Regions from separate parts of the Triticum aestivum genome. Here region 1 is linked to region 2. A link is a contact called in public Hi-C data. All regions are on one chromosome and are shown on one strand. Each heading gives the region's core, a stretch centred on a gene start, on an enhancer-like site or on the middle of the called end of the contact. The rest is flanking DNA. Distances are from core to core; before and after follow the strand shown. Region 1 holds the start of LOC123046524 (mannosyl-oligosaccharide 1,2-alpha-mannosidase MNS1). Region 2 holds the start of LOC123046522.

Region 1 (2,723 bases), core at 36-2,535, 200 kb before region 2:
CACGTGTCACATACTCGCATCCACCAAATTATTTAATTACTCATAACAAGTCCCAATGAACATTAGTATCTCGCCAAGATTAAACCAATATGAGTCTCTACATGACTAATTGACTATACTAACATAATAGGGCAATCACAGTTACAGCCGCTCCTTAGAATACAACAGCTATTCGAACAGTTTCACTACAAACCACAATCATAAAGTTGCATGTGCCATGTATAATAATGTTCTAACTAGTACTCCCTCCGTCCGGAAATACTTGTGATCAAAATGAATAAAAGGGGATGTATCTAGACGTATATTAGTTCTAGATACATCTCTTTTTATCCATTTTGATGACAAGTATTTGCGGACGGAGGGAGTATTCAGTTCTCCAAATCTACACCATATAGTAATTGAGAAACATGGCAAGGTCTTGATTATTCCCCCGGATTAACTAGAACAGTTAAGGTCTTCCCGCCTGAGAAAAATCTAAGCTGCTAAAGTACCTCACTGTACCCATATTCATCCCACTAATTCTAGGATTGGAAAGAAAAGACGCACAATTCTTCGCCAAATCTACAGTCAAAGCTGGAAAGAATTCTAAGCTAATACCAATAATCGTTACACACGTATAGTTGAGCTGTAGCCTAGTGGTCCCTCATAAGATCCACTCGCTCAAAAGATCAAATCTCAGACAAAAGCGTCAAGATTCAAACGGAACGCCAGATCCTCGGCACAATCTCTCCCAAATGAACCCCAGATAGGCAGACGCAGCATAAACCTAAACCCATTTATCCCGACGGCTCTAGCCACAAGTCGTCGTCGCTACACCCAGATCCAGCGCCCAACCAGCGCCGAGACGAATTCGAAGCTACTTGGCCGCAACAACCAAATTCAATCAGATCCCCGCGGTTCCGACCCGGATCAGGGGAGAATTCTCCGGGGGCGAGACGGGGCGAGCGCACCTCGTGCTCGCTGACGAGCGATTGGCGGTCCCAGAAGGCGAAGGTGGCGGCGACGAAGACGAAGAAGAGGAGCGCGAGGCGCTTGGGCCGCTTGAGGTAGTAGGCGGGGTTGAGGTACCGCCACGTCCCCGACGAGGAGGACGACGAAGACCGGCGGGCCATGGCGGCGGCTGCCTAGGGAGCTCCGGCGAGAAGGTCGCGGGGACCGAAGCTCGTCGCCGTCTCCCTCCGGTGACGTCGCCGGGGATGCGCGCGTGTGCGTGCGGTCGGTCGTGCTGTCCCCGCGTGGATGTGTGTGCTTCAGTGTTTTCTCTGTCCGTCAGTGTTTGACAGTTCGTGGGTCTCGGCAGTCATCGCTAAATGTGGGCCCGACTCTACTTCCGGTAAATAACCACTTCAATACTGAAGAAGAGTAGCGAACGATAGATAATTCAACCCAGAGGTAAACAGTATCACGATTTGAAAGGGAAAAAAGTTTAAAAACTCAAAAAAAACATTTATGCAAGATGCTCCTATACGTGAACTCCGTACAAAAGTCTTTTGAACTTTTTTGTGCAAGATGCTCCTGTGCGTGAACTCCGTGGAAAGAAGCATCTTGCACCACAAAAAAAATTGAACTCTTTTTTCCTTTCAAATCGTGGAATTGTTCATGCCCGGGCTCATCTGAATCCGGACACCAATTCACCGGTCTCAGTAGCGAATACCATGGCTTCGTCTCTTCTTTATGAATACACTCAATCCTATAAACATATGTACACACTCTCTATCCTTATGAACATCTTCGAGATACTGACTCAGGGCAACATCTTGAAATTGATAAAGTCGCCACATGCCCTCATAGTCGGCGGAAACATCACCTCCCATTCAATGAACGTCGTCGGAAAGCCTAAAATAGAGACAGGAAAATGCCATTCTACTTGGGAACAAAATTCACGGTGAAATCCATGGTTTTTTGCGGGTCTCTGGAGTGGATGAATATGGTGTGGTCACGGCAATGTAACTGTAAAACGATCTTTTTCTTAGAGAAACTGCATACTATAATGTAACAACGGACAGAGTATAAGTACAAATATATACAGAATCTACCGAATAGACCAAGAAAAAACCATAGTCATAAGAACTTTACAAAAATGACCTCAATAAAATGGTTAAAACAAAATGGTCATTTGTGGTCCCTGCAAACTATCGATCCTACGGCCGCCGCCAACTCCCAGCATTGTCGTGACACACGCCGAGGGAGGAGGCAAGGGTCCAACAGCCCTAGATCCATGCCATCACCATCACCTTTTTGTGGCTTTGAGAGTTGATGAACAGGCTCGCTCCTTACAACAAGGCGCATGTCGATGTGGCATGTCGGTTGATGATCGTCCCCATGCTAATCCGGATCTAGCTTCGCCGCTTCCCATCGTCAGAGACGAGAAGAACGTCGGGATCGCTCCCCATGGACCACCAATCTTGCTCCAGAGCTAACATCTTTTTCCAGTTGTCATTGTGTGTAACATATTAGAGTAATTCCCTACCTAAATAATAGCTAATAACTGATATTTGCATCATCATGCCATAATTCCAATGTGCATTATTCTCAATTGCATCACAAAAATGTCGAACACACAAAACCTAATTATTTTACCATTTTATTTTATTGGGCTATGATCTACACCATTTTCCCCTTTCAATGTTTTAGAATGGGATAGAACCCCAAACTTTGAACATGGTCTTTCCACAATATCTGTGAGCCCCAAAATTATTTCACAAATTTTGAGCAAGCCTATC
Region 2 (2,700 bases), core at 182-2,681:
TATCCCTCCAGAGTGTAAGTTAGACTTCCTGCCTAACATTTGAAAACAAACAAGCATGAGACTGAAGGCCCCATTGAATAAACAACTAGCAGATGCACATATTTGATTGCTTTTTTTTTATTGCTACAAGTATTTCCACGTAATGGGTGAAAACAAACAACAGGAATGAAAAAAAGGGTGCAAACACAGTGCACAAAATTACTTACAATCAGCAGGTCCGTGTTCTGCATAATCAACATCTTGGAGTGTGAAAACTGTTTCGGTAGGTTCGCTTACTGCTGGAATGACATCGGAAAGAACAAATCCAACAGCTGCATCGACATCAGAGGAATACTGACTGGCTACAGCCTTCAATATTCGAAGATCAACCTGTAACACGAATACAAAGGAAAAAAATAACCTTAAATATGCCGTGTTTTCTTTATCTCGATGTACAGTTGCACATATGTTAGAATTGGTTGCATAAATACAGTACAAGATATTTGAGGTGGTTCACGTTCATGTTCATGTTAATGAATCCAGTCTCCAGGACGAAGTAAATCATGTTTGGCATTGGTTGACAGGGAAATCAGTAATCCAGCAGGGCTGCACAATGAAATGTCAGCATTTTATATTTATTTTTTGGAAAGGTTGAATAATGTCAGCGTAAATGACTTGATGCTTCGACATTTTACTTGGTTGTTGACTCCTTGCTACTTCTGTCACTATCTTTTACTGTATTTCCCTATAATTACTCCCTCTGTAAAGAAATATAAAATCGTTTAGATCACTATCTGCAGGCCTACTACTGATGTTCCTTCCATATATGATACACACTGAGCAGAGCATTTTTTCTTAATAGTATTCAATTATCCTTTATTGGCCTAAACCGGAAATTTGTCTCCCCCTAAGAAAAACTGAAATGCTCCCGGGAGCCTATTAATGGATTTTTTTTGAATTGCCCAATTAATAGATTTCATCAAACAGTTTGTCGGCAACCCATATGGTGGTGCCTTGTAGGAGATAGAGCAAAAAAAAAATGCGGAGGAGGAGAGAAAAGAAGATTCTCCAAATAGAATCTTCGCGTGTAAGCTAGATGAATTACTCCAATTTTTATTTTATTTCTGCTAAATAGGACTATATTATAGAAGAAATTGACCTTGAGGTATTTACAAACAAAAACATGAACAAATCTTGTGGAGCCAGCCAGCCGGACCAATCCATACCTGTGGGAAGACCTCTCGCAGGGCGCAGAAGACCTGCTTGAATGTCATCGCCGACGCCTCCAGAAATAGAAAGGGGCTGGATTTTTGGTCAAGGAGAAGGGGGCTGACATGAAGGTTGGGGGGAGTGGAGAAAACCAGTGAGACAGAGAGAGGGGGTGACGGATGGAAAGAAGCCGAGGGAGACGACAGGTGAGGAGGAAAAGCTCGGATGGGGACGGGCCAGTTACTCGCGAATATTCATGGCGTATAGAATGGCAGCTGGGGCCGCAGGTCGTGGGGGCCATACGGTCAGTGAGTGCCACGGCGTGCGGCGCTTGGCTCCCGCCTTCCTGGGACGCTGGGGCGCGAGGAGACCGGCTTGTCAGTGACACGGATACTGTCGCTCCTTGTCTTGTCTCACGGTGGGTTGACTAGGACAGCAACCAGAGGACCCTTTAAAAAAAATACTTCCCTCAAAAAAAAAAAAAAAACTGGACGTGTCCAGTGTTGCCGACACGGAGGCCGTTGGCACGTCAAGTTTCAATGTGGTCCACCCGTCACACATCGTGTGCGTTTCTTTCCCAGTGCTGCCGACCACCCGTCACGCCCACCGCGAGCCCGTGGTGTCGCGTCGTGCGCCTTCCGCTACACGAGGCCTCATCTGAGACCTGGACAGACGGGCCGTCCTGGTGCGCAAGCTGTTCTGTAATTCGCCGCCGGCTGAAGCGCACGACGGCATGGGCAATGGACGCGTCGACGCCTGACGGAAAACCAACCCAGCCATAGGGCCGAACCAGGCTACCGACGCGACTACGGGACACACTTTGCAAGCCAACGAGTGCTGCAAGCCATCACAGTTTGGTCCAGCATCAGTTTTTTCAGGCACCTCACTCCTCAAGGCACAAGATAATTAGGGCGATGATTCGGACAGGGTTGATAGTTACAAGCATCTGTCATATTTACAGGACCGTGGAAACGGTGAAAAAAGACGTGCTGCATACATGCTACCCCGAGCCCAAAGAGGCGAAGCATTCTCACCAATCTTTCAGAAACTCGTCGGCCAGATCTTTGTAGCTCACCTTTTTCTTCTTCGGAGCCACGGGGTTTGGATCTGGGGCTGGAACCCCCGCACTGTATGACGAACTTCCTGCACGCGGTGCCGGAGCCATGGGATTGGATGCAGAGCCTCCTGTCTCAGGCACCGGAGCCCTGTTACGTGGAACTTCTCACACGCGGCGGATCGTGCTCAACTTTGGCTGGGGGAGCGCTGCTTGCGTCTTCCCTAAGCGACGGTATCATGTCGAGAAGCATCGCATGCAGAGGATCCACCATCTGTTCTATCTTCTCGGCTGCCATGCTTGTTCCTTCACCAGCGTCTGCTCTTTCAGAAGTTCCTTTGCTTTCGAACTTTGGACTGGTTGTCGTATCCTCTGCTGCACTCAATTTGACGACTTTTGGCTCTCGCTCATCCAGTGTGATGAACTGGGCACCTGCTGGCGGTCCTTGGTCTTCATCC

The links. A called contact is a pair of places that touch in the nucleus more often than the background predicts.
Region 1: a Hi-C map of leaf shows a contact between it and region 2, with 4 times the contacts expected there. The contact joins the promoter of LOC123046524 here to the promoter of LOC123046522 in region 2. A contact is called at or near these places in 2 of 5 Hi-C or Micro-C datasets (both in leaf).

Annotation. Positions count from the first base shown.
Region 1 is chr2B:655,167,673-655,170,395 of IWGSC CS RefSeq v2.1, reverse strand. It overlaps LOC123046524 (mannosyl-oligosaccharide 1,2-alpha-mannosidase MNS1), which reads right to left and starts at 1,285. Exons shown (of 15, transcript XM_044469922.1): 1 at 951-1,285. The coding sequence starts at 1,112.
Region 2 is chr2B:654,969,215-654,971,914 of IWGSC CS RefSeq v2.1, reverse strand. LOC123046522 reads right to left here and starts at 1,431. Exons shown (of 9, transcript XM_044469921.1): 1 at 1,206-1,431; 2 at 207-369; 3 at 1-32. The coding sequence starts at 1,253. It overlaps LOC123046521 (putative DNA ligase 4), which reads right to left. Exons shown (of 27, transcript XM_044469917.1): 27 at 2,020-2,700. The coding sequence ends at 2,397.